Regions from separate parts of the Mus musculus genome. Here all the other regions are linked to region 6. A link is a contact called in public HiCAR-type and promoter capture Hi-C data. All regions are on one chromosome and are shown on one strand. The core of a region is the stretch at or near the end of the contact, and the rest is flanking DNA. Distances in the headings are between cores, read along the strand shown.

Evidence for each region. Promoter capture Hi-C pulls out the DNA fragments that hold promoters and counts their contacts. HiCAR-type assays count read pairs that join an accessible place to other places.
Region 1: a contact with region 6 is called in a promoter capture Hi-C map of hematopoietic stem and progenitor cells, with 3 times the contacts expected there. The contact joins the enhancer-like site here to the promoter of A830018L16Rik in region 6. A contact is called at or near these places in 7 of 39 promoter capture datasets (the 3T3-L1 cell line, the C10 cell line, cranial neural crest and 3 more).
Region 2: a HiCAR-type map of astrocytes shows a contact between it and region 6, with 4 times the contacts expected there. The contact joins the promoter of Sulf1 here to the promoter of A830018L16Rik in region 6. A contact is called at or near these places in 6 of 39 promoter capture datasets (the 3T3-L1 cell line, cranial neural crest, embryonic stem cells and 3 more) and 1 of 115 datasets of contacts at active chromatin or transcription factors (astrocytes).
Region 3: a contact with region 6 is called in a HiCAR-type map of astrocytes, with 4 times the contacts expected there. The contact joins the promoter of Slco5a1 here to the promoter of A830018L16Rik in region 6. A contact is called at or near these places in 4 of 39 promoter capture datasets (cranial neural crest, hippocampal neurons, liver and 1 more) and 2 of 115 datasets of contacts at active chromatin or transcription factors (astrocytes and embryonic stem cells).
Region 4: a contact with region 6 is called in a HiCAR-type map of astrocytes, with 2.5 times the contacts expected there. The contact joins the promoter of Ncoa2 here to the promoter of A830018L16Rik in region 6. A contact is called at or near these places in 2 of 39 promoter capture datasets (cranial neural crest and hippocampal neurons) and 1 of 115 datasets of contacts at active chromatin or transcription factors (astrocytes).
Region 5: a contact with region 6 is called in a promoter capture Hi-C map of embryonic stem cells, with 5 times the contacts expected there. The contact joins the enhancer-like site here to the promoter of A830018L16Rik in region 6. A contact is called at or near these places in 6 of 39 promoter capture datasets (the 3T3-L1 cell line, embryonic stem cells, frontonasal cranial neural crest and 2 more) and 1 of 115 datasets of contacts at active chromatin or transcription factors (embryonic stem cells).
Region 7: a promoter capture Hi-C map of embryonic stem cells shows a contact between it and region 6, with 4 times the contacts expected there. The contact joins the enhancer-like site here to the promoter of A830018L16Rik in region 6. A contact is called at or near these places in 11 of 39 promoter capture datasets (the 3T3-L1 cell line, cranial neural crest, embryonic stem cells and 6 more), 6 of 484 Hi-C or Micro-C datasets (cerebral cortex, cortical neurons, cranial neural crest and 1 more) and 1 of 115 datasets of contacts at active chromatin or transcription factors (stem cell-derived neural progenitor cells).

The regions. Positions count from the first base shown.
Region 1 is chr1:12,775,085-12,777,841 of GRCm38.p6, forward strand. All of the region lies in intron 2 of Sulf1 (sulfatase 1), which reads left to right. Among named protein-coding and RNA genes, the nearest start is that of Sulf1, 84 kb to the left of the region's middle. Within about 2 kb of position 1,292, at least 40 of the 459 cell types and tissues checked have an H3K27ac peak or open chromatin away from gene starts, as enhancers often do.
Region 2 is chr1:12,691,125-12,694,020 of GRCm38.p6, forward strand. Sulf1 (sulfatase 1) reads left to right here and starts at 1,306. Exons shown (of 22, transcript NM_001198565.1): 1 at 1,306-1,560.
Region 3 is chr1:12,989,708-12,992,407 of GRCm38.p6, forward strand. Slco5a1 (solute carrier organic anion transporter family, member 5A1) reads right to left here and starts at 1,428. Exons shown (of 9, transcript NM_172841.2): 1 at 1-1,428. The coding sequence starts at 788.
Region 4 is chr1:13,372,746-13,375,470 of GRCm38.p6, forward strand. It overlaps Ncoa2 (nuclear receptor coactivator 2), which reads right to left and starts at 1,338. Exons shown (of 23, transcript NM_008678.3): 1 at 1,193-1,338.
Region 5 is chr1:12,813,141-12,815,840 of GRCm38.p6, forward strand. The region is part of intron 7 of Sulf1 (sulfatase 1); the gene reads left to right. Among named protein-coding and RNA genes, the nearest start is that of Sulf1, 120 kb to the left of the region's middle. Within about 2 kb of position 1,376, at least 24 of the 459 cell types and tissues checked have an H3K27ac peak or open chromatin away from gene starts, as enhancers often do. A contact at or near this core is called in embryonic stem cells, where this site is marked.
Region 6 is chr1:11,412,772-11,415,471 of GRCm38.p6, forward strand. A830018L16Rik (RIKEN cDNA A830018L16 gene) reads left to right here and starts at 1,334. Exons shown (of 14, transcript NM_001160369.2): 1 at 1,334-1,866. The coding sequence starts at 1,798.
Region 7 is chr1:12,834,813-12,837,512 of GRCm38.p6, forward strand. Sulf1 (sulfatase 1) reads left to right here. Exons shown (of 22, transcript NM_001198565.1): 13 at 1,301-1,517. Among named protein-coding and RNA genes, the nearest start is that of Sulf1, 140 kb to the left of the region's middle. Within about 2 kb of position 1,374, at least 78 of the 459 cell types and tissues checked have an H3K27ac peak or open chromatin away from gene starts, as enhancers often do. A contact at or near this core is called in embryonic stem cells, stem cell-derived epiblast-like cells and stem cell-derived neural progenitor cells, where this site is marked.

The DNA.
Region 1 (2,757 bases), core at 42-2,541, 1.4 Mb after region 6:
TACTAGCATTGCTTTGGAACTTTCTAGGCCCATTGTACAATCAGTCGCACTAAAGCAAGTATTCAAACTTTCAAGTGAGCTTCCTGAGTTATGCACTCGACCTCCAAGTCCTTGTCTTATGGTGGAATTGGTCTCTGGAATAGCTCCACTGTAGCGTCCAGTGCTCTGACACTAAGAGCCAAGCATGGTAGAGTTAGTTCTTCCAGGAAAGAAAGCTTCCTTCTGCACAGCCTAGGAGCTGGAGAGAAGTCAATGGCTTAGTTGCCAGGAAGTGGAAAATTAAAGCTAGTACTTGGAGTTTGAGTCCAGTCTAGATCTTCAGCTTCTCTTTTGGGCTACACGCTCCAAGAAAATGAGTTAGCCATGTAAGTATGCAAATTCTGGAAGATTTCTGATTTGGAACAACAGAAATATAAAGGCACATGCAGCAGTTTTCTTCCATGATTTTGGAAATCTTTGATTTACAGTAGCTTGGCCTTCCATCCAGAAACGTATCAAATGTGATCCTGGATACTTAATTGTGACTAAATACAATCAAGACACAGAAGCTTCACAGGAAACATCACCAACATCCTGAGCTCCATCGGAACTGGAAACACTGGTAATGCTGGGGCCCTGGAAAATCAGTAGCCAGACTCGAAGGGCTAAGAATCTACTCTGGCTACTGAGGACTATGAACTTGTCAGATGTATTTGGCACGTTTGCTTCTTGTTTGACGGTAGCGGGCCAGCAGTCTGGTGTGCTTGTCATTCAGGCTTTACAAAGACTTCCTTCTTAATGGCTCAAGCTCCTCTTGAATCATAGCTATTAAGTTTCCAAATTTTGCTCATTTGTCCATTAGTGAACACTGTTTTGCTTTCCTCTCACTTTTACATACAAACTTTATGTCGAGACACAATCTAAACTTGCAGAGCTGTGTTTAATTTTGTTCCCCTCAATTAGCAAGGAAGAATCATTTACCTTCTATGTGTCGCCAAGCTTATCAATATCATTGACAGTTGCCATGTAAGAATCAAGTGTAACAAGTTAAGAATCATTTACCTTCTGTGTGTTGCCAAGCTTATCAATATCATTGACAGTTGCCCCGTGCTTTCAAAGCTTGGACATTCAAATCAGTACAACCCCAAGGCATTATAATCTCTGATATCAGCATCACATCAGGTTTTAATAACACCTCCCTCCATTTCGTGGAACCAATTTGGTAAAGAGAAGAGCGTGCTTAGGGCTGCTTTGAAATAGGCATTGTTCAGAATGGCCCCTGGTGATCAGCTTTCACGAATGTCTGGTTTTACTTTCAGGGCACATCAGCTGATTTAATTACATCAACTCCTTCTCTGTGTGACAAGAACTGCTCTTGTGTGTGCTGAGAAATGAAAGTTGGAAAACAAAGTAGAGTCCTTAGTGAGAAACTAAATTCTAGGCGTGGAACTCTACTGGGTGTGGGAAGCTGAGGAGTCCAGATGAATGTTAAAGACTATTCCTCCAGTAAGCATGTATCTGTAAATACTACCGGGCAAGTAGACATCAACTTGTTCAAACATCCATGAGCAAAGATCATAGTCTGAGCCAGAAGCCCAGGAAGGCTTTTTGTCTTACAAACAAGACAAGTATCAACTTTAGAGACTAAAGTTGAGTAAAATGTTTCCACTTCCTAAAATGTTCTCCATCTTCTGTTCAGGCAGTAAACCAAGACATTCCTGGGGTAAATTTCAAGTTACTACAGGTCCTAGAGACAAGCAACATCCTGTAAACCTGTAAATGTCAGTGAATTGATGGCTATAAACCCCTGCCCTGGTGCAGCTCCTCGGAGCTAATCTGTTTCTGTTTGTGTGTTGAGATCGTGATCTGAGATAGATCGGTGAATTAGATTGGAAGAAAATGCTGTAAGTCAGGCCGGTGTCGATAAGAATAGGCTGATAATTTGCAGTCCGTCTATGCTCTATGGAGAAGATGAATGAATTGATTTTCTTAGTGGCCTTCCACTCACTTCTCACTGGTCACACTGTAACATGTTCGGTGACCTCAGGCCATGTTTGCACTCTTCCTGACGTGTACAGCTATGCTTATTAGTCATCTGGGGATAAGTGCACAGCCACAAAATAGCAAGCATGTGGATCTTGCCAGGAAAGGACTGGAATGATCTAGTGAACTAATGGGATAAAAGATCTGAAAATAATATTTCCTGGTATAACTCCTGAAACTAGCTGTATATAACTAACCTGAATTTTAAGCTTACTTGAAAAATATCTCGGAGCAAAACCTTTGACTTTAATATGGCCACTGGACTTTTTTTTTATAGCTATCCTATAAATTATAAGTGTTTGTTTATATTTTATAAATAATAAGTGGGAGAAATTAAATTAACTTCCATGATCTGCCCTGGGCTAGGAGCTAGAGTCTTCTGAAGGGAGGGGGGAGGAGGATGGGGGGTGAAGGCAGACTAGATTCCTTCTGCCTCTTGTGAAATGTTGGCCAGTCCTTGAGAACTCTGTCTTTATGGCCAACAGTGTGACTTAAGTAAGCTTTTATTTCCAGTTTGTCACTCCTGAGAGCAGCTACACCTGTGAGGGCCTTGATGCCACAGAAAGTAGGTCAAAGGTGTCCACTTAGCTGTGGCTTAATTTCTTACAGTGAGGTGAGATGTTTCTTCCTCCTGTGGAGTTTGACTGTGAGATAAGTATGTGAAGAAATGCTCTTGAAATAGAGATGTTCCATCTTACTCTTTGGAAAATAAGTGTTTCTTTCAACAAATATATC
Region 2 (2,896 bases), core at 56-2,555, 1.3 Mb after region 6:
CCTTATATAACATCACAGAACCTTGCGAGACAACAACAACAAGAAAGCCAATCAGCCAATGCTGCTTGTAACTGAAAAAATTATTTTCATGACATTGATATGCCAAACACAGCTACCTATCGGTAATCTGGATCTTTTAGGCTTTAGGGAAGTTTAACCCCCTCCCCCACCCTCCCCCACCCTCCCCCACCCTCCCCCACCCTCCCCCACCCCATAAATGATTGGTTTTCTCACCACAAACCTCAAAAGGTGTAATAGTTAAATGTTAGCTTCCAACAGGCACAGTTAGGCAGTAGATGGTATTTAAAATTCCTCTTTACTCTTTAAGATTATCCAAATTCCTTGGATGTCTCATGGAATTTTTGAAAGAATAAGATTTTTTTTAAGTAATGAATTTATTTCTCAATATCTTCTTATATGTAAAAAAAATCTAACACTTTTCTGAATCAGGTTATTAATGTAAATACTTTTATAAATACAATTCAGAAAACTGCATTTTGAAAAAAGTACACAAGAAGGATGTATTTAAACAACCCCAAACTGAAAATATTTCAAAGCAAAATTATTAATGAGACGCTTGAGTTACGCGGATGTAATAAGCACAATTAACTAGAAACCAATAAAAACAATTACTGGCAGAGTGTAGCCTTCTAGTACCAGGAGCTGTAATACCGAGATGGCTGTGGGTGTAGAAAGTGATTAAAAGCCACCTTTATCTAGGAAAGCATGAGTTGCTTTGGAGAAGTAGAGTGAAATGGTTTTCATTGACCGTCTCTCTGGTTTAGCCTGAGAGACACGTGAAGAGCCCAGTGAGAAAAAGAAGTTTCGGCTCAAAGCTGCGACACCACCCCCCAAGCCCTTTCAGGAATGTTTGAGGCGGCCGCCCCCAATCAAAGGGAGGCAGGAGTTTAGATTTCAAAATGTAGATGTCACATTTCAGTGCAAACTACTCCCACATTTAACACTTTATCAGCATGACAAGAAGAATCTTTTATCTCCCGTGGGGTGATGGGGGGAGCGGCTTGCTGAGGACATTGCCCTCAATAGATTAGCTGTAAAAGATTTTTAGTGTTCCTGGGCATCCCACCGAGAACCCCCTCCACCCACCCAGGAGCACAGAGACTTGTGAAAAGTAACGCACAACTGGCCACCAGAATAATTCATTCGCTCTACCTTCCCCGCCGCACCTCCCACTCCTCCTTTTGTAGCAGTTCTTTCTCTCCGAAAATCTCAGGTTACTTGGCTGGGGAGTTCTCCGACCTCCCCGTCCCTGCCCAGCCCTCCGCCTCCAATCCGTAAGAGACTCTCAGCCCCAGCAATTGGATTGGGCAGCCTGTCTTGACACAGCACTGTGCTGAGTGCTTGAGGACGTGTTTCAACAGATGGTTGGGGTTAGTGTGTGTCATCACATTCGAGTGGGGATTAAGAGAAGGAAGGCTGCCCTGCTGGAGCTGTGTGGTCTTCTCCAAGTGAGAGTTGCAGGCAAATCCAAGTACTTGGCTTTGGGAAAGAGGAGGAGGAATTCATTTGCAGCAGCCACAAGAAACGCAGTATTTTCAGGTAAAGTAAAAGACACCAAATCAATTCTCTCTCTCCTCTCCCTCTCCTCCTCTCCTCTCCTCTCCTCTCCTCTCCTCTCCTCTCCTCTCCTCTCCTCTCCTCTCCTCTCCTCTCCTCTCCTCTCCTCTCCTCTCCTTCTCTCTCTCTCTCTCTCTCTCTCTCTCTCTCTCTCTCTCTCTCTCTCTCTCTCTCTCGCCGTAGTTTGGAATGGAATGTAATGCTAGCCCAGCACACTTGTCAAAGCCGGTCCTCGCCGTTCCATCAATGCTGCTATTGTACGACTGACAGATAACAGTGCACATAGCTCTGGCTCGGCTGTCTTTGTAGCGCTAATGCTTCTCCTGCGTTGCTTTTGAAGGTGTAACGAAGATACTGTCTTCGGGAGCCCGGGTGCCTTGAGGTTCCCGTTATAGGCGCAGAAGAGTAGGTGTAGACTGCTCATCAAGGATGGGCAAGGCCAAGAAAGCGTTGATTTTAGCTCTCACCATTAAAGAGTTCACTTTAAACTGTTGCGTTCTTCTCAATAAGAAAAGATTCTTCTAAGCCGGCAGAGTCGGAAACGCTTTGTTAACCGAATTTGTGGAAGGTAGATTGCGTCGATTTGGGATGGAGCAAGAGTGGCTTTTAATCATTTCTGAAGACTAAGTCCGGGAACTCCTCAGGAGAAAAGGGCTGGCTCCCGTCGGTGCAGTCTTTGGGTCGGCTCTGAAACAAAAATACTTAGAGCTGGAAGCCAAGCAAAGAGGGGGGGTAGGGGGAAATGGCTCTCTAACGTAGCCCGGTTGCAGCTGCGGGGGAGCAGATGGATGTAATTCACTTGCAGATCTGTGTGTGAGTTTTACAAGTCAGGAAAAACTAAAGCAGCATAGCTAGGATGGATCATTAAAGTCGCTGCATTTATAGGCTTTAAACAGTGTTAATTAAATGTAAATAGATGTTCAGCCCCGGCTATAAACAAATAAACACAAAGATTTTAATTACAAGTTAGTCATTGGAAATTAATGGTCATGGGGTGCCGAGCAACAGTAAGTGAGTTGTCATCTGATGTGTGGCTAACTGCTCTGCCAAAATCACCCACCAGGATTTAATTGAATGGAATATAACAAGGGACATTACATGCAACATCTTATGTCGAAAAAAAAAAAAAGCCTTTCAAATCAGTGCCTTATTTTCTGAGGGATTAAGAAGGTATTTTTATTTTTCAAGTGTTTGAGCAAAATGGGTGAGTCTGGGTTACTTCTTGCACTGCATTCAGAGACTGACTCTTTCTGAGAAACCATATACCTGCACTGTGGAAGAACCTGGCCCTACAAGAATTGCAAATTGGATAGGGAAA
Region 3 (2,700 bases), core at 178-2,677, 1.6 Mb after region 6:
TGACTATTTCCTCCCGAGTCCTTGGGACAGGGAGGAGGCTCCAAGATGGCTGTGGAGTTGCCATTCTGACAAAGGCCATCGTTGGAGGCCGAAGCGTTCAACTCTTGGATTTGATAGGGGGGTGAGATAAAGTGAGGTAAAGCGAAGAGCGCAGCCCCGATGGCAATAAGAAGTCCACCCACTGCCAGCCATAGGGGCCTTCGCCCACGGCCACCAAAGTAGCTGACGAACACCACCACCACCAGGTTTCCTATATCAAAGCAGCTGACCAGCAGCCCTGACTCAGAACTCTTCAAGCTATAGCGCCTTTCGATGGTGGTGATGACACTGCTCAGGTACCCAGAGACCATTAACGCCTGGATGAAAGTCAGAAAACACATGCACACTAAGAAGCAGCGAGAATCCGTAAGGACCACGTAGAGACACCTTCTCTCCTGGAGTGTGGCCAAAGTGGAAGATACTGACACAGTTTTGCTGGGGTCCATCCTGTGGTTACAGTCCATGAGTTCCGTTGTAGTGCCTGCCGAAGTGGATGGAGCAGAAGGGCTGGGGACTATCAAGTTCCGTCCTAGATGCGTCTCCTGGCGACCTGGAGCTTCATTGCAACCCAAGGCCAGTTTGCCATCTGCATTCCCAGCACTGAAATTCTGCCGGCAGGAGGCGCTGTGCAGGACCGGTAAACTCTTAGACCTGAAGGACTCTGACTCGCACTTCTCTTGGACAGCTCCAACCGAAGACGGTGCCTCTAGCTGCTGTTGGGCCCGAGACTGCGCATCCCCTTCGTCCATGGCTCTTAAAATGTGATCGCTGATTCCATATAAGGCCTCCGGCACTTTTCATCCACCTGAACGAGGGGCTGATGCCCGGCCCACTCAGTCGTCTCCTCCTGAGACCCGGGCTGGGGATGGCAGAGCCTGGAAGCAAAACATCTCAGCAGCAGGGAGGTGCCCAGAGCATCCTGACCCGAGGCACAACAAGAAGCCACCTTGTACCGGGGGAGGTAAAGGTCCACGCGGTCCTTCGAGGAGTCCTGCTTGGTGTCCACTCTCAGGGATAGCTCGCGGTAGGCGCTTTGCGCGTCCGGTGCTCATCCCCTCCGCCGCCGCCTCTCAGACGGTGGCCAGAAGCTAGAGCGACCTGGGCCCAGTGTGGGGTCTCTTAGCGCAACTGTCCGAACAACATCCCACTTTGTGGCTCCAGGGGTGTTCGGTGCCCACCGCAAGGCTTGTGACACACAGGGTCGTGAAGCTGCCGACCTGTAAAGCAGAGAATTGATGGTCAGAGGGACGGATGCACTTGGGGCTGGCAACCCGGGGTCCGGTGACTAGTGCTAAGTAACCTCGTGGACCCCAGAGGGACCGAGGTGCTAGCCAGGAGCTGAACCGTGCAGGAGGGACCTGCAGAGACTGCAGCCTCAAGTCCCGGAACAATGAGCAGCAGGCGGTCCGCCAAGACTCTCGCTCATTGTCTGCGGCGGGCCTGCCCCCGCCCCGCCCCTTTTGCCTTAAACAGTGCGTTTGCTTTTATATGTTAATAATTATCAGCCTGGCAGCTCTGACTCAGAAGGCAGTGTCTTTTATTCGAGTGAACTAATAGCAACCTTCTGGTACTCCTACTCCATGACTCAAAATAGAAGATTCCCAGAAGAACAAAGGAAAGTTTTTTTTTTCCTTTTACAAGCACACAATACATTCCTGGTCTCAAATTTTAAAATACATTTTTAAGCGGTAGAAAGAAAACTACGTGTAGAAATATGTGTGCACACTTGTACACTGGCACGTGTGCGCGACGAGATGTGAATGCGTCCGCTCCATCAAACACCTACTTAAAGTCAAAGACAGCGCGTGGGGGGAGGGGATCAACATGCTTGCGTGGTTATTCTCTACACTAAAAATAGCCCCTTGCCGGAAAGAACTATATTCAATTACAAGTAACGAGGGCATTCGAGGCTGTGGCCCACGTTAAGTCCCAGAGCGCAAGGTTGAGCGAAACCGAAAATCAATTTGCTTTGCAAATGGTTGAGTGAAGCCACACCAAACAAAGAGACGCTGGCAAGCTGGCACAGCGTGCGCGGGGAGCCCACCGAAACGGCTCAACACAGGCACGCCGGCCCGGAGGTGTGCTATTTGCCAAGCACACCCTGAGAGCGTGAGGTGTGCGAAGGCCTGAAGTATAACACACACACACACACACACACACACACACACACACACACACACACGAGTTCACTTTGTGCGAGCCAGCGCTTGGTTTGAATTCAGCGAGCGCTAATACAGGTGCGCCTCCGCTGTAAACCCCATCCCTAATCTTGGGGAACCCTATACTCCTCCTGCCCCGGCGGCGAAGTGCACCAGATGGGAGGCATTGGGGTTCTGCTGCGTTGGGTTTCGTTCTGAGCTTTTGTGATGCTGCTGCGAAAAGAAAAAAGATGAGAGAGGCGGCTACAACATCTCCCAGTATTGTTCAGGACCGGACTGCCAGTGGCTTGCAAGCCGGCACTTGGGCTCCGCCCGCTCACCCCTGCGCCTTCCCGGGGAACTCCACCCGTGGCTGCACGCCGAGCTGGGGAATCCCGGCGTCGGAGCCCCTGGCTGAGGGAGCAGCCGCATCGCGACGCAGACTCGCATGGGATGGACACGCGGATCCCCGCCCCGAGCTCTCGGAACCAACGCGGAATCCTAGGGACATCCCCTCCGCGCG
Region 4 (2,725 bases), core at 88-2,587, 2.0 Mb after region 6:
ACGTCACTCCCGGAGAGTAAGGGGCTCGGGTCCCCGATTCCCGCCCCTCAGTCCGCAGGCCCCGGAAGCCACTTGGGGGAGGGGAAAGGGAGGGACCATGGAAGCAGGGACCGAGCCACCCCCGAGCGCGGCCGCGGCGCCTCCAGGACTCCCCCAGGGGCGGGGTGCGGGCACTCCAGCCCGCGGCGCCGACCCTGGACGCCTCCCCGGGAGCCTCCAGGGGCCCGGAGAGGAGGGTCCCCGGCCCAGGGCGTGACCGGGGCGCGAGGGCCGCCAGGACCCCTCCCGCTTCCCGCGGGGGGCCCCCGAGGGCCTGTCCCTGCAGGGGCCGCAGAAGGGGTACGGAAGAGGGGGCGCTGGCGAGCCAACCCGGAACCTCCTGGCCCGCAGCCCGCCTCCCGCCCCCGGCCGCGGCCCCAGCGCGCCTCCGGCACACATGCCCGCACCCAGAAAGTTAAGTCAGGGGCGAGCCCGGCGCGGCGCCGCCACCGCCGCCGCCGCCCGACCCCGGCTCCCCGCCCCCACCGCGGCCCGGCCTGCGCGGCCCGAGCGCTACCGCCCCGAAGCCACCCAAGCCCGAGGCCCCCCAGACGCCCGAGCCCCCGCCGCCGCCCCTGCCGGCCGCGTCACCTTCACACACCCCCGGCACTTCCCAGGTCCTGCCTCCCCTCGGCCGGCTCCCACCCGTGCAGCAGTGGCCGCACGCCTCCCGGGAAGAAAGCACCGGCCGCGACTGCGCCCGCCGGCCCGGGCTTCCCCCGCCTGCCCGGGCTGCGCCGCGCAGCCTCGAGGGGGCCGGAGCAGGGGCCCGCGGCACAACCGCCGCTTCCCAGCCTGGTGCTCACCTCTCGGCCGGCGCCGCGGGCTGCAGCCTCCACCCGCCTCGCGCTCCAGGGCTCGTCTCCCGAGCTCTCTCGCCCGGCGCCCGAGCGCCTCCTTTCTCTCCCGGGGACTCGGCGTCTTCCCGCCCTCCCCCCTCCCCCCGGGAGCCGAGTCCCCGGCTCGGCCGCGCCTCGAGGATGGGCGTCGCGGGCTCCGCACGCCTGGGCAGCGGTGCCCGCACACAACAACAGCCTGCCCGGCCGGCCGGCGCGCGGCTCCGCCGGGCTGCGCGCACCAAGGGCAGCGGCCCGGGTGGGAATGCGGCGCCCCCCGCCCGCCGCCCGTGAGCCCCCAGGGGAGGCGCGCTTACCAATGTGGCCGTCACGCCGTCAGGTGCGGGCTGCCGTCGGCGCTGACCTCCGCCGCCGCCGCGGGAGCCCAGGCTGCGGCCGCCATGTTCCCGTGTTAATAACTGCTGCCTGGTTGTTTATTTCAATGGAGATCCTCCCCCAGCTCCCTCCTCCTCCTCCCCCTCCTCCTCCGCGGCTCTGCACTTGCGGAGAGAGACACAGACCGCGCGAGCTCGCGAGCAGGGGAGGGGGCTCGGGCACGGGGCTGGCCCGCCCTCCGCCTCCCCGCCGCCTCCGAGCGAACGCTGTCACCGCTCAGGGGACCGGGCGGAAACTTGCGTCCCGCGCCCCCGAGCGTGGGCCCGGGAACACCGGGGCTACCCCACCCGCGGGGTCCTCAGCATCTCCCTGGCTGGCGAGACTTCAGAGCTCGGGGAGTTGGACAAGATGGGTGGCTGTGGTCTAGGGACCGTGACCTATGGGTGACTGGAAGTGAAGGGAGAGTCAACAGAGGACTCCATGCGAGGGCAAAGGGCAATGCCCAAAAGAAAGCTAAAAAGGGGGACTGGCCCGGGCCTGGGGGTGGAGGCCAAGGGACTGCCGCGCCTCCGACGGCAGGGACGCTGCGGCGAGAAGGTCGCGGAAAACCTAGTCCCAGAGGTGCCTCCCGCGCGCGCTCAGGCAGGGCCCGGTAGCCGGCAGCCTGCACCCCTCGGGCGCACCTCTGCACCCAGACGCTGTTCCGGGGCGCACTCCTTGGCCACCATGTCCCCTCGGTTTTTTCGTGGATACGCCTCCCCAATTGCTGTCCCTGAGGTCTCTGGAGGGGATAGAGGGGCGTGACCGCGGGAGGCGAACTTACCGGGGTACCACCCCGGGATTGCCTGACAAAGCAAAGGCTGCTCAGTATTTAGAAAGACCGAGGGGAGTGTTCTCCGCACGCAGTGAGACAACAAAAGTTTTGTTTTGTTTTTTAATTGGGGAATCCATTATCAAATCCTCAATGGAGTATTGGGATTAAGGAGACGTGGAGGAGTTTTCACGTTTAAATGTTGTTTGGTTTTTAACTGGAAAAGCAACTTCTTTTCCATTTAGATATAATTAGTTGAAAGAAATGAGCAACATTTGTTTGCTTAACGGAAGTTATCAAAATATGACAGGAACACGTTTCCTTATTTTAACTCTTATGAAAGGTCACTTGCCATAGACAATAAGTGTTTATTGAACTGTAACGACTTGGCACTGCATTAAGTGATTCACACACACTCCAAATTTTAATCCTCAAACCTTACGAAGTAATTGCTATTTTTATACCTCATAAAACATTGAAACCTAAAGAAGTAATTTTTGTAGAGTTACACAGTAAGCAAGGTGGGCAAGATTTGAGCCCAGGTCCATTAATTGCAAAACATGCTTTTTGATCGTATTTTTTTTTTAGCTCCAGTTTATTATGACAAAGAAAAAGAAAAGTATATGCCTACTTGGCTATAGCTAGAAAATATTTAGAAAGCTGTAACAAATGTTAACATTGGTGAGTGGAATCGGAAGGAGGT
Region 5 (2,700 bases), core at 126-2,625, 1.4 Mb after region 6:
AAAGACGTTTGAAGTCAAGTGGGGCAGATCTCCGTAAAGTCAATTATGGAAACTCCATTTTAATGAAATGGAAGATGACTTGACATGGGAGAGCAGGTCTAGAGTCTCCAAGGCAAGGCTTTGCAAGTGTGTAGGAAGATTGTAGAATGGGCTTGTGCTAACTATGCACCGAGACCTACCCCACCACTCAATGAACAACACTATCAGTATCAGCGTCTTTTTTGTTGGTGTTTGCAACTGAAAAATAATGAAGAAAACAGATGTTCAATACATCAACAAAAGAAATATATTTTCACTGGAATGACAGCAAAGATCATCAATATTCAAAAGGAACCACAAAGTTCATATTCACCAATGTGAATTTAATATACAACACATGCATTTCTTGAAGCTATTTCTTGGCTACTAAGAATCATTCTATTATTTAAAAAACAAAAACAACAACAACAACAACAACAACAAAAACGTAACCATGGAAGAGGAAGGTGTTATTGTTGATTTTTTTTTCAGAATCCTTTTTCCTGATTTTAGTCAAAAAGTAACTCAGGGAAAAAAGACTCAAACTGGGAAGAAAATTAGCATCCTGTTGAAGACTGAACTTCACTGGGCGACCAGGTGTGTGCATGCGGTGTAGTCCTGAGCAAGACACCCACAAAAGCCAGACAGGGGAAAACAGCACACAGAGAAGCCTCAGGGAGGCAAATACAAAGCCTGCCTCCCAGCCCAGGGACAGTCATAGGGAGCTGCAGATGTGGGGGACAAGCAGATCTGTCTGAACCCTGCACTTCACAGGCTGGAATTGTTACCAAGCCTGAGAGAGCGATACCTCTAGGTCATTTGTTGCCTTGTTTTGTATTGAAAGGACAGAAACTCAAAAAGCAATGATCTGATCCTTTGTCCTCTCAATTTTAAAGTGACAATCAGTGATGGCCACTTTTCTGTGATACATCTAATGAGCCAGATTATGTATCTGCAGCATAAACTGATATTCAACAATTCCTCAGTAGAAAGGACAATACTTTCAATTTAGCTAAAGGTGAAAGATGGAAGGATTGTTGGAAAAAACTCACCTGTTCTGGGGTTGGGGACCTCTGTGCCTGGGAGCTTGGGTCGGTGTGAGGACACAGAGGGAACAGTGGCCTAGAGCCGCTAGCCTGAGCACTTTGCAAAAGGAGAGCGGGGTACCCAACAACTGAAGACAGTTTCCCAGTTGTAAGGAGTGTTCTTTCAGTGAAGCTGTCCCTGAGACAGCTCCCGGCCCTCTTTGGGGAGACTGAAGTCAGGTCCTTATGCAAGCAAGCCTTAATTATCACTGGAGGACAGAAGGCTGCATCTTCAAGGAATTTGGCAGACCTCAGCAGGAGGCAACCACAGTCTTTGGCAAAAGATCACTTTTCAACAATGTTGTCAGTTCCAGCACCCCGGACCTTCCACCTGCAGGTCTCTGAACAGCTGCTGTTCTTGGGAGGTGGGGGGAACAGCGGCTGTCTGTCTTCCTTTAAAAAGCAAATGTGTGCCCCCAGAGCCCTGATCCCCCCGCTGGGATCCCACCTGGAATGTCCTCTTCTAAGCTAGAGGTCATCTCCCATATTGAGAAAGTCAGAAAACTACAGGGGGAGGGTGGACAGCTTTGACAACAGGCCCTGAACTCTCCCTTTTAATATAAGCCAGATTTAACATATGTCATTTGGTAAATCCAGGAGTCCAATTTGAGGCTTGTAATTTGCTGCAAGTTTCCCGGCTCCTCAAAGTGAGGTGGGGCTGCGCCAAGTACATCAAGGTAACTGGTGGAAGATGTAATTTGCCCACGTGAGCCTGCATGTCGGTTGCCTATTGTAATTTTTATTTGCGTTGAGGTTTTGTGGTTTTAAAAAAAAGTCAACTAGATTTATTTTTAAATTAAGCCGACCTAACTTCAAAGGCAGTGTGGGGAGGATGGGTATTATGCAGAAACCCTGTGTAATCTCTTACAGCTGGATTCCCTTTGGGGCCACAATTGGTAAAAGACTAGGAGACCTTTCATGACCAATGTGCTGTCTTGCTCTGACCTCATACTCCTCCCCCAAATTCCCCTACCCCGGGGCCCCAGTTCATGGGTGCAAAACCTTTGCTTGGGGATTTTCGAGCTTCTCTGTCCTTCTCAGCTTCTTAATCTAATCCTGTTTGTACCACGCATGCTGCATAGCCAGCGGGAAAGGCGGACTCCATCCCTTCTGCTGTACCCACTTATCATTGCAGCCTTTTCTAGAAAGGGGGAATCCTTTCAGGCCAAAAACTGGAACCACTTGGCTCCAGAATCATTTATCTGGTAGGCAGCAAACACCGATATTCAAAGATTCTCTTTGACGTAGTCATTAAAAGGAAGAGGAAAAATGGGAAGGGATGGTTCGTTTGAAAAGAATGGCAGATGATTCTCAGAGACTCGGTCGTTTAATGTCCCAGGACTGTTTTGACCCAGACATTCACATGAAGAGAATTTGCTTGTTGAGTTGTGCAAGTCCTAGAGGAACCCCCTGCACCCCACTCACACATGTGCAGACTCAGGGTTGCTTTGTGCTCTTCAGTTATCCCTTTAGTGGGAATTCATGTCTTCTACCAGGCACCATTTGTACCTTTGGCAATGGCGCTTCCAGGGCTTAACTGATGACTGTGAGCAAACCAGGTAGCAAAATGATGTCTGCTCCCATCTAACATTACTGA
Region 6 (2,700 bases), core at 84-2,583:
GAAGAAAGATCTTCCTCATATCTCTTAGAGGAAGAAGATGTATTTTGATGAAGGCCTGTCCTGATCTTTTAGTACAATGTGGAATTTAAAATACTTGGGCCTTTAGGTGACTCACAGGGCTTCACGCCAAGTCTACAACATATTTAATGTATAGTCAGTATCTCCCAATCTTATGAAAAAGTACATAAGTAACTGTAGTTTTGAACTGTTACAGGAAATACGTGACAGACCAGGACTCCTCACTGTTCATTACTCCTGCCTGTACCTGGTGGGTCATGAGGCTGATTGTAAAAGTAACAGCTCTGACATCTTTCCACCCCAAATCATGTCTGCTTCGAGTTATCAATAGTGGCTAATAGCCCAATTCCTCTAGTAGATTTCGTGTATGTGAATTATTAAAGGCAATTATTATAATACTTCCTGGAACAATCCATTCTCATCTTAACTATTGCACAATGCTTAGATAATTTAAAACGGAGAGAAAAAGCTTGGACAGATACAGGTCACAGAAACCTGAACACAGTGCAGAAAAAGAAGAAATCTACACTGTCGCAGTTGGTTTTAAAGAAATCCGTGCCTATTATTGTAGAGACAGCCAACAGTTTTAGTATAAACGTTCTGATTTGGCAATACAAAATGGTTTAGAACCAGACAACTCATCTTTGGGGTTTTAGTGCTTTATATCGTTTTTTGGTTTTTTAAATGCAAAGAACTCTACACGGAACCTTGTGATAACTGCAGATCTTAACCTTGAAAAGTCGTCTCATAGTAAGAAGGTATGAGGTAAAGTTGATGTGCTTCTGAAGTATCTGGAGGAATAACTGTTGGGTGGGAGCTCAGAGCCCCTGAGCTGTAGCCAGAGGTGTAGCAGACAGAGCTGAAGGTGTAGGCAAACTTGGAAGCAGAGAGAGCTGGCTTGCTTTTGTTTCATCTCCCTGCCAAATGCCTAAGGGTTGCTTCCAGCCTTTGGGTGTCTGTACTTCGGGAATTTTCAATCAGTTCTCAGGCAGCAACGCCGGTTGTGGCTGACTTGCTCAAGGCCAAGATAGATATATCTGTTCCTTTCTTTTTTCTTTTTAACATAAGCAACTTTGTTTTCGCGGCAAAACCCAGCCATAGTTCTCATCTCCGGCTTTTTCTCATCCCAGCCTAGTGAAGGCAGAGCGCTGGGCCAGGAGAAGATCAAGCTGAGTGGTTTGGAACTGCGGGTGTAGCTGCCAAGGAGTAGCCAACAAGCACCAGATTTATGTGCACTTTGAAAGAAGCACCTTTACCATTGGCTTTTTGAGCGGCTCTGTCGCTAGGGAGCGAGCACCGCCTCGGGGAGCAGCTTGGGTGCTGGTTCCTGGCAGCCAGGAGCTGGGCGCACACCGTGGCGCGCTCTGGGCGGTTCCGCGCGCTGTCGCCCCTGCGGCCGGCGCTGTCCCCCGCTCGGCTCGCGAAGGCACTGCACAGACACTCGCCTTCGGCCACCGGCTCCTGCTGCTGCTGCCGCCCAGAGGACAGACCAGCCTCTGCCCGCGATTTCGCCTCGGCGGCGGTGCTGCGGAAAGCGGAGAGCGGGTGGGCGCGAGCTGCAGGATGCGATGTAGTTCTCTCCTTGCCTCGGAGTTGTCTGAGTTGGTAGAGCCTCGCCCGGGTTCCCTGAGCCCTGCTCCCTTCGGGCTCGCTGCTAACGGAGTTGCTAGCCATCGCTGTGCCAGAAAGCTCAGGCTCGGAGCTCCTGCCCTGGGGTAGAGTAGAGCTGTCCCCAGCCGAGGCGCATTGTCTTCTCTCTGCTGACCCATCTGTTTTCTCATGGCATCTCGTCAACAAACCCGAATCCAGGCTTACCTGGAGAAAAACAAGATCGGTCCTCTGTTTGAGGTAAGGAGCCCTGGTGGGGAATGGTCCCGCTCTCTTTGAAGGCGGTGGTGGTGGTGCAGGAAAAAAAAAAAAAAAAATCAGAATTTTCTTAAGCAAAGGTAGGGGGCTGAGCAAATGCGCGGGAGAGGGAGGACTGTCCCACTAGGTGTTCTGGAACGCGGCCCTGCTGGCACTTGGCCAGTTACCTAGACACTGACAGGTGAGCTCTGGAGGGCCTAACTTCAGCCTAACAGGACAATTGGAGCCATCTGACTGTCATGCATCTAGTAGCCATATGGCAGGACTAAGGTTGAGACAGGTAATCCAGGTGTACATCTACACACACACACACACACACACACACACACACACACACACACACACCGGGAATTCACACTATCTTGCATATTGAATTTTCTTCTTTTAAATATGGGCAGTCGTAGAACCTAAAAAGGTGGAGGGGTTGCCCGGCTGGGGGAAAAATGTTAAAGCTGGTCCAGTGGCTGAAACTAGAACCCTTTGCACTGTTCTCAGAGATGGAAAGGAGCAGAGAAGGGTTTTAGGAAAACATGCCTGTTTTCTGAGGACACAGTCTTGAGATGTTTTCCTTCGCCTTCAAATAATTAATGACAAGAACACAGTGAAGAAAAAAGCTAAGCAAGAGGGAAAATCTGACCTAGGGGCAGAAAGCAGGCACCACCTAAGTGCTACGGTTCAGCAGGTTGTCAGGGTGCTGACCCCAAGCTGAGGAAGTGTGGAGTGCCAGGTACTCAAGTAGCCAGGCTCACCTGGGATGCCTGAGGTTCCGCAGTCTGCATTCTTCCTATAGAAAGTCTATCCTATGACTTCCTCGCA
Region 7 (2,700 bases), core at 124-2,623, 1.4 Mb after region 6:
ATATGAGCTACTCATAGACACTACTAGAGTGGGTATCCTATTCACACATGACTTCTTTAGGTTTTTGAGACAGGTTTTCTCTGTGTAGGCCTGGCTGTTCTGAAACTTACTCTGTAGACTGGTCTGGCCTTGAACTCAGAGATCCGCCTACCTCTACTTCCCAAGTGCTAGGATTAAAGTCCTTACCACCAAGACAGGACTTATCTGAAATTATGTGTGGCTCAGCCCGCATGGATATTTAGAGCATACGTATATTGTGCTGGTGTCAGCTTAGAAACCTATGCATTGAAATACACACAATAATAGCACACAGGCGACACTTGTATATGGGAGGGAGAAAAGGATACATTTAACAGTGCTAGTCCTTATCCAGGCTCACTCTGTTGTCTTGCTAACATAGCTTCAAATGAAGGCCAGGATTCTTCCTACTGACCAGTGAGTCCTTTAGGGCTTGTAAGAGAAAAACTGAAATGTAAAGAAGTTATTGGGCCTTTCGAATGGAGAGGGGCTTCTGAGAGGCCTCCCGGGGTGAAAAGACATTGTTGGAACCAGAACTGTGAACTTGCTGCATTCCCACAGCTGTGGACAAAACAGGAACTAGGAACCCCAATGCGACCCCCACTACCACCCCCGCAGAGCGCATTTTCTGGGAAGGTCGAATCAGTCTCCCTGGGACCCACCACATGCTGCGGGCGTGAAGAGTTTGTAGGAGAAGAAGGAAAATCAAAAGAAAACACGATGAGTTTGCCAATGTCTGGGATACCCAGAGTTGGCTTTGCCGGTAATGGCCTCAAATTAAATTCCTCTCCGTCTTGCTCCTCTGCCACTCTGCCCAGGCTCACTTTAGAAACCAAGAGGCAGAGAACAAAGCAGGCAAGTTTGTTTTTCCAGAACAAATGGGGCAGTTTGGGGTCCTGGTGGAAGCAGCGCTGACAGCTGGCTCCGTGTTGGGACACTAAGGGTTTTAACACGGTTCATTCAAGACTGTTTAGTCTGGGGGCGGAGGATTCATTTATCAGCGCCAGTGTCATCGAGGCAGTTCTGATTCCCAATGATTTGTCATCTGTATGTGCCTGCCACAAACGAAATAGAACTGAGCAGTTACTGCAGGGTCACTTAAAAGCCAGTCCCCTTTCATTTATGCTCCTTAATGGAATTAGCAGTGAGGGACGGGGCAGGGGTGGGGGAGGGGGGAGGTGATGATGGGGGACCGGACTGACGGACACCTAGCTACTGCTAGGGTGCTTTGTAAATAACAACTGGCTCAGCATCGCCAACTGCTTCCCGCTGGCTCTTGCAGAACTGGCAGTGCATCGAGGACACATCCGGCAAGCTCCGAATCCACAAGTGTAAGGGACCCAGCGACCTGCTCACGGTCCGTCAGAATGCACGCAACCTCTACTCTCGCGGATTGCATGACAAAGACAAAGAGTGCCATTGTAGGGACTCTGGCTATCGCTCGAGCAGAAGCCAGAGAAAGAATCAAAGGCAGTTCCTGAGGAACAAGGGAACACCAAGTAAGCTCAACCTTGTGACCCCCCCCAGCCCCCCCCCACACCCCACACACATACAGCGGCAGGAGGATCCCTTTTCAAGACAACCTCCCCCGTGATTCACACACAAATGAGATGTTCTCGGTGCCTAGATTTCAGGATAAAAGCAAAAATCATTGCTCAGTTTAAAGTAAGATAGCAAAGATCAGCTAGAAATTTTACTTTGCGAGCATTTTCACTTAGTATAGAATAAAAATCCACTTAGTAACTTCCTAGGGACCAGGGCATCCACACACGCAGCGGGTGTCCCTCGGGACCAGTGGGGGAGGGTTAGAGCCATCTGACTTTACCTTCATGGTAATGCTCTAATATGCCTGCCTTAACTTGATTTAAAAGTTAAATTTTAGGTATCAATCAGTTCATGTGTGTTTAACCTTAGAGGAAAGACATGAGCAGTTTTTAAACGCATATTTTTCATGTTTTAGACTGTATCTTTAAATGTTGTCAGACGCTTGTATCTTGTTGAGTGGCAGTATCAAATTAGTTGAACTCAGTACAGCATATCCTTACTGCCTACAGGTTTTTTGTTTCTTTTTTTTTTTTTTAGTAAAAACTCTCAGGTAACTGATTGATACAGACTACAGAAAACAGGAGGAACATCTACTGAAGAATGATAGTCTACTGCCACCTCGTGGCATATTAGAGAAGTGGCTCAAATCTGTGCACATTCTATGTCTGGAAACAAATAAGTTCTGTTTAATTGGACACAAAACACTTAAGAGACTCAGAGTTCCTTAAAGCGACATTTTTGTGCTGAACAGAATAGACTAGAGGGCCATGAATTCCTTATCTAGGTGGACTGGTCTTCACTGGTTCTTAAAGTGGTTTATAGCCAGTACACAGAGTTACGGGATTGTCTTTCCTCCTGGAAGGAAATTTCACACTTAAACCTCATAAGAAAAATCACAGCTAGAATTAATAAGGTTACAAGGCCCCCTGATACAAGCATCCCACTTAGCAGCAGGAACACTGTCCCCTGCCAGAAAGTTTTCAAACTGCATCCTACAACAGGAGCAGGTTTCCTCTTTTCCTGAGGTGATAGTGGTGCAAGTCGTCGTCTGTCATGGCAGCCACTACTGCACCTGGAAAGTAAGGGGTCCTATAGGGACCAAGCTCCCCTGTAGGAAGGCTGACAGTTGCGATTCCC